Linked DNA regions of Rattus norvegicus: region 1 is linked to region 2. Evidence: chromatin contacts called from public Hi-C data. All regions are on one chromosome and are shown on one strand. Each heading gives the region's core, a stretch centred on a gene start, on an enhancer-like site or on the middle of the called end of the contact. The rest is flanking DNA. Distances are from core to core; before and after follow the strand shown. Region 1 overlaps Gclc (glutamate-cysteine ligase, catalytic subunit). Region 2 overlaps Klhl31 (kelch-like family member 31).

Region 1 (3,455 bases), core at 521-3,020, 120 kb before region 2:
ACATACTGTAATGAAGACTTTTCTTGTCTTCATTAGGTAGCGTTTCTTTAGGTAGCTTGGGACAGAGCAGAGGATTCGTAGGTACATTCCGGAAAACCCATCTTTAGAAAAATCTAAAAGGAGAGACTGGGATTTCAAAGTTCTGTTTAACAATAGCTATCGTAAGTAAATTTCATAACTACCCTCTGGCTCTACAGCTGAAACACTGTGTGCATCGAGTCAAAAAGAACACTTTGGGGGGGAAAGCAAAACCCAGGATCTCTGACCCCTTCAGAAAGGCATAACCATGGAAGCTCTAGCTTTTGTTGCCCTCTGAAGAGATCACAGAGGAGGAAGTGTCATTATGACATTGACAGAGGCAAAGAAGGAACTATGAAAACATGGACATTAGCAACCAAATCTGAAATTTACCTAGAATCCGGTTTTGAAACCACATAATTTTCTTAAGTAGAAAGAAGAAGAAAAAAAAACCCATAGCAGGCTATGACTTTTCTATTTATTAAATGCCTCTCAAAAACCCTGAAGAGTGAGGATTTATCCTTCTTTGAGATGGTCTGGCTATGCAGCCCAGGCTCCATGTGTAGCACTTGGGTCGCAGGCGAGCACTACAGCACTCAGCAAACTAACAAACTTGGAGGAGTTTCCTTTTGTCTAGTTAAGTCTGCCATTACCTAAAAAGTTTTTTTGTGCTTTTCTATAATAAAAGTTCCTTCAGGTCCCGTCAGAAGATATAAGGCAGGGACTTTTGTAGCTACTTGTGAGTTCATCTCATTTAGCATACGTCTTAATTATCTGTCACTTCAACCTTCTGAAGAGGAATACTGCAACTGGATATGTTGGGGGAGTAGAAAACTCACACCTTAATGTTTGTCCCCACCAATAGGACTCACTTATTTGCATAAACCAAGTATCTGAAGACAGACTGTCGCTCTGTGCAAACCTGATAGTCCCTGGTTCAATATTAAGCCAAGGAAGGACTGGGTTCCCAGAATACTCCCAGAATACTGAAGCCATGTATTTTAAATGCTACAGCTTAATGGTTCATTCCAGAAATGTATGTATTTAAGATAAGAAAGCAGGTAACACAGTCAAAAGTCAGCCTCGTTTTAAATGATGCGTGACCGTCCTAAGGGAACATTCTGGCTTCTCTTTGGAGGCCACACATCCGATCCTACTTAAATAAGCTAAGGAAACATACGCCATGGGAAAGTCTGACTTGGGTATTAAATCTGAATTATCTGTAGTTTTAAAAATAACAGTCAGGAGGCTTATGTGACAACTGTGTGTACAGCTGCAGCCCTGAGAAAGAATGCTGAGTTCTGTGCCCTTTGTGCTGAGGCTACTGTCAGTGTAACAAACTGAGCCAGCAAAGCAGGAGGCAGCAGGGGCAGAGTCAACCACGGGCTGTGCGGTGGGAGCTCTGCACTCCTTCCACTCCTCAGGCAGCCTGGCACCATCACTGCCAGAGGCCGTCAGTTATTTGATTAGGCCCAACCAAAGTTTTAGTTACATGAACAGAGAAAAACTATTGTACCTCCTGTGTAACTTAGCCAGGGGCAAGCAAGGCAAAGGCTGTTAAATATTTATTCCTTTTAAACCCTGAAGTAGCTTTGCACAAGAATAAAAATTTAAATGCCAAACCACCTTTCCCCTCAGATCATAAAGTCATTGGATTCTCCCACTAGAGGTCATTTTCAGAAATAGAGATCTGATCCTTGTCTAACATCTTCAAAGGCTGTCACTAGATGGCAGTAAAAATCAGGCATCTAGAAAGGGTGCTCAGGAATACTTTCTCAGCAGATACTATGTTTAGTAACAACCACACACGTTTGTGGTGAACTGTGAACTCTTAGTAAAAAGACAGCTACAAAAGACTTCACTAAAGCAACATCACTTTCCAGAGGCATGCTATCCTCTGAGTCAGGTTAGAAGGTGACTTTAAACAGGATGCGCGTAAGGAAGAGGACACAGCCTCACTGTGCAATGGAGGCAATACCTGAAGACAGCAGTTGCCCATCCCAAATCCCATGGCATCCATGTAGATGTGGTCTGGCTTAGAGGCCTTTGATGCCTCCTCATCCTCAGGAAATGTTTCTACAAACGGAGATGGTGTGTTCTTGTCCTTGAATACTGTATTATTAATTCAAAGAAGAAGAGTTGAGTGAGAATCAAGGATGACAGTTGGACATGCTGTCCCCCAGCTCTCCCACCCCCAACAGACGTACTTGGCACATTGATGACAACCTTTTCTCCTCTCCGATGCCGGATGTTTCTTGTTAGAGTACTAAAATAACCAAACAAAAGAAAAGGTCATCCAAGAACTGCCACATTAGAATGTGAGCACATCCAAAGGAATGGATCAGAATCCTGCCTCAAACTAGAACTCCAGGACAGCCTCGCGGCACATGTGACATGCCACCCCAAGGCTCTCCTGAAAGAGGACTGTAAGCGGCATTTCCTTTGCTCTGTGTGGGGGCCCATCCTGCTTACCTACTGTTAACCCAGGTGTTCTTGGGCAGCCATAGTCTGACTAATTCTAACATTTCTCATGAAAACTCCAATGATTTTAGTCAAACTTAAGAACTTGGGTTTCGGTTTCTACGGGAGCCTCAACTCTTCCCCTGCTTCAGCTCCCCAATTCCAAAGCTCTACCTAATGCATACCTTATGGCCACCGAACGCTTGCATGACTGGTCCTCATTTAACACAATTTAACAGCACAAAGAAAGGGGAAAAATCCTCTCAGATTTTTGAAACTGATTATAAGTTACAGCAACACTTTAGATAAGCTTCGATAAATTATGAAACCAAGATTCACTTATTTCATATGTTAGTATGACTGTGAATTGTCTGGCAGTGCTGTGACTGACATCTGTCCTGATGCCTGCTTTGAACCCTTAGTCAGGACAGGAGGACTTCCTGTGCTAGCCTTTTCCATGAGGGGTTCCTGGGTAGCTTTTATAATTGTCATGATCCATCAGCAGCTCAGAATTTTCTTTTTAAACACATAATAATGCTCGTTAAGCCCAGTACTAGAGAGTCAGGCAGGAGGATGTTTATGAGTTTGATATAGTCTATATAGTGAGTTCCAGGATGGCCAAGGCTTCAGAGACAGACCCTGCCATAAGTAAGCAAACAGGCAAATGAATGAAGGAAGGAACAAATGACAGTCCCCGCCTCAAATAAGCCAAAGAACAAGGCAGTCAGTCGGTCTTTGTCTATCCTTACAAAGACTTTGAATGTGAGAACTGGGGGCCTGGAAAAGGAATAGTGTCCCTCATGTTGGGTCAGGAGCTTCTTTTCAATATAGCCCACAGATAAGATCAAGCTGGTGCCGGACCTGAAGCAACAAGGAGAGTCTATGCTACTGGGGTATACACCTGACCTTGTCAGTGCAGACAGAGTAACATGGGTGATGACAGATTCCGGGAAACAGAGAGGGAAAGGACCAGGCAA
Region 2 (3,732 bases), core at 154-2,653:
ATCATTTACTACAATTCTTCCCCTTTCTTCCAAACTTGGCAGATGACTCAAGGAAATGATAACAGGAAAATACACTTTGCTAGGCATAGTGGCATATGCCTTATCCCAGCACTCAGGAGGCAGACAGACAGATCTCACTGAGTCTGAGGCCAGCTTGGTCTACCAATGAGTTCTAGGCCAGCCAGAGCTACATAGTGAGACCTGTCTCAAAAAAAAAATACACTTTAATTCACAAAGCAGTTTGGAGTAAGGTAAACCATAAAGAGCATTATTGTTGGCTTACTCTTTTAGGTTAGCTATCAGCATTCCTCGGTGAGGAACCCACCTACCTATTCATCCGGTGATTGCCAAGTCCTAGAACCCCAAATATTTCCTTCATCATCTCCATGTAAAAGAGGGGTCAGTAAAATTACTGCTATTGGCTTCCCAGCCAAAGGCTAAGCTGACAATAATATTCAACAACTTATGTTATTTGGTGATTATTCAGGCTAATGTCAGAGGTTATATCTGTGTAGGATAAAGCTGTACCGGGTGGTACATGTCTGTAATCCCAGCTACTGGGTAGGCTGAAGCAGGAGGAATTTAAATTCAAGGCCAACCTGGGCAATCTAGTAAAATCCTACTTTAAAATAAAAAAGAGGGCTATGAGTGCTGGCACATACTTTTAATCCCAACACTCAGGAGGCACTGGGAGTTTGAGGCTAGCCTGGTCTACCTAGTGAAACCCTGTCTCAAAAATTAAAATAAATGAGGACTGGATATGTAGCTCCCTGGTAGAGTACTAGTGTGCTCCAGGCCTTTGGTTTGCCATCTGGCGCTAGGAAAAAATAGTCTCTGTAAGGATAAGAGACAAAAGTGGAAATATTTCTAAGAAAAATGCCAAATGATTTAAATTTTCACTATAAATTAAATGACAGAAAACTGTTTTCTTTTCTGAGAGTAGAATTTTATGATAGAAAATGTCAGAAGCTTCAAGGACAGGATGGGGAGAGGGGGGCGGGTACACGCCATTAATCCCAAACTGTCACCGTGACGTTTCCCAGGTAGAATGTATTGCTTTCCATAAAGCTTTGTAGTTATGTCATGAGATATTTTTAAAAATTCTTTCCAGTCAAGTAAGGGGAAAGAAACTTTAATGTTGAAATATAGAATTAAGGCTATTATGGATGTGGACTATTTTAATTTGGAAATGTGAACTGGGTATTTTCAACGTCCCCCAAAGAATGAGAGAGGAAAATACTCCTTTGGATAGGAAATCACATAGTCAAGTAAGTTTCACGAGTACAGCGTTGGAAAATCTCAGCGCGTGTGTGACTGCTATGAATTTAGGAAGCGAGCCTCCTTGGAAGAGCGCCTGTAACAAACTCCGTTGGCCACCCAGTGGCTGCAGAGTGAAATTGCTTCTTTCGTTGACTAATGGCCCTTTATTTTATTGGTGGAAGATTGGGGAGGAAAGACTGAGGTAGATGGTGCTAAACTAAGAATTTAAAGCCGTCCAGGCACTCCTCTGGATCGAATTGAACCACCATCACTGTAGTAAATGGTGTATATTTTCCTGGTGGCCCACTCACAGTTTGACCACATTGGGAAGCAATGCGTTCAGATACTGACCGGCACGGAGGACACCGAGCTGGCCCGTGACTCGCGGGACACGCTGTTGGGCATGGCCAGCGTGCAGCAGGACACGCCCACGGTGGCCTCGGGCAGCTCGTCGTCCTCCATCCACTCGTTGAGCTCCGGGTTGAAGCACTGGATGCATTTCTTGTACTTCTTCTCGCCCTCGTTCCAGCCGCCCACCAGGTAGGCTCGGCCGTGCAACGCCGAGACACCCGCCGTGCTCACACCCACGGGCAGGGGCGCCACGAAGCTCCACTGGCGAGCTACGGGACTAAAGCTCTCCACGGTGAGCACGTCCACACGCTCCCCGCGCGGCCCCAGCTGGCTGCCCCCCATCACGTACACCCTGTCGCCCAGCGCCACCGAACAGTGCCAGCCTCGGGGCGTGCTCAGCCCCGGCAGCTCCTGCCACGCGTCGAGCGCAGGGTCGTAGGCGCACACGGAGCGCGAGTACGCGCTGCCGATGTAGCCGCCCGTCACGATCACGCGGCCGTCGGCCACGGCGCTGGCGTGGCAGCACCGCGCCACCTCGAGCGGAGCTTTGGGCTGCCACTGGTTGGTGGAGGGCACGTAGCACTCCAGGGAAGCCAGGCTGCCCTCGGCGTTGCGGCCGCCCACCGCGTACAGGAGCCCGTTGAACACGCTCAGGCTGAAGTGCGTGCGCTTCTGGTTCATGCTGCCCAGGTGGATCCACGTGTTGAAGCGGGGATCGTACCTGAGATGAGAGAGGACAGTTTGATTGCGGGAGCTGGGGGACCCAAGTGGCAGAAGTGGGAATCCTGACCTTGTTCCCACCCCCTGCAGGGAAGGGCCCCAGTTCAGCTCCGCCTCTAACTTCTCCACCCCGCTACAGCTCGTGTTCCCCCCTCCCCAGCTCATTCAGAAAAAAAATGCTGAGTGGATGAATGGGTGGGTGGGGGAGCATCCTCATAGAAACAGGGGGATGGAAGGATGGGATAGGGGGGTTCCGGAGGGTAAACTGGGAAAGGAGATAGCATTTGAAATGTAAATAAAGAAAATATCTAATAAAAGAAAAAATTAAAAAGAGAAAGAAAGAAAGAAAGAAAAGAAAAGAAAAGATACTCCCTTCTCTCCCCATTCAGAAGATATTACCTTTAGCCATACCCCCAAACAACCAAACCAAACCAAACCAAACCAAACCAAACCAAACCACAAAAGGATCCCACCAAAATCTCTTTCCTGTAACAATTCTTCCTCAACCCGTCCCCGGATTTAATGGGTCACAGGATTAAAACTGGACATAAGAGGGAACCGGTACATTAAAGGCAATTCTACCCATTTTTCAGACACCAATACCCCTAGCTCTTTCTTGCTGCTTAATTAGGACGGGAGTTGCCTGATTAGTTTCTTCTCTTAGAAAGTTCTCACTGGCAGAGGGTTTTAAACCTCTAACCTATCTTTCCAATGCTTTTTTCGGAGTCTTGGTGAGTGGGGGGTAAACACACATGAGACAATAAGAGTACCCTAAAACTTTTGCTCCTTGGTTATGTTTCATTTCGTACCCTTGCCATGACATTTGCACCTTTTGTGACCACTTCACAGACATGGAAATTTAACTATTTTTACCATAGACAAAGGTGATATGCATTTTTGGACAATGTAGTATGTTTTTGCCCTTTTTAGATGTGTTTAAGTAACGGTATCTTCTATGCGACTCAACCCTCAAATATTTAAAATTAATTAGCTGCCCTGTTTTAATAATTGTATTCAATTTACCAGCTATGAATATCACAGCTGTCAATAGAGGAACTTCAAGACAATTTGGAATATTTTATTGTTTTTTAATTTTTTGCTATCTGTGTGAATATGTGTGTGACATGCATGTATATGTTGTGTGCAAGTGTGTATATGCTGTGTGAGAGTGTGGGCCTGCACATATCATGGTGCATGTAAAGAATTTGGTAGATAACACTGGGTCTTGGTCCTTGCTACAGACAAGGTGCCCCTTCTTTCTACTGCCTGAGCCTGTTTCACTGTCCCACAAGCTCCTGGCAACTCTTTTGTTCCTGGCATTGTCTCCTCTATAGGGGTGTGCTGAAATCACAGGCTCACGCCCTACTGTGTCTGACTTTTTCTGTGTGTCTGAGGAGCTAG

The links. Hi-C and Micro-C count contacts between places; a contact is called where the count stands out from the background.
Region 1: a Hi-C map of psoas muscle shows a contact between it and region 2, with 3 times the contacts expected there. The contact joins two enhancer-like sites. A contact is called at or near these places in 8 of 12 Hi-C or Micro-C datasets (the A7r5 cell line, Schwann cells, frontal cortex and 5 more) and 1 of 1 datasets of contacts at active chromatin or transcription factors (oligodendrocytes).

The regions. Positions count from the first base shown.
Region 1 is chr8:87,534,521-87,537,975 of GRCr8, reverse strand. Gclc (glutamate-cysteine ligase, catalytic subunit) reads right to left here. Exons shown (of 16, transcript NM_012815.2): 5 at 2,226-2,284; 6 at 1,997-2,130. Among named protein-coding and RNA genes, the nearest start is that of Gclc, 26 kb to the right of the region's middle. Within about 2 kb of position 1,770, at least 4 of the 93 cell types and tissues checked have an H3K27ac peak or open chromatin away from gene starts, as enhancers often do.
Region 2 is chr8:87,412,927-87,416,658 of GRCr8, reverse strand. Klhl31 (kelch-like family member 31) reads right to left here. Exons shown (of 3, transcript NM_001108170.2): 3 at 1-2,332. The coding sequence ends at 1,600. Among named protein-coding and RNA genes, the nearest start is that of Klhl31, 19 kb to the right of the region's middle. Within about 2 kb of position 1,403, at least 16 of the 93 cell types and tissues checked have an H3K27ac peak or open chromatin away from gene starts, as enhancers often do.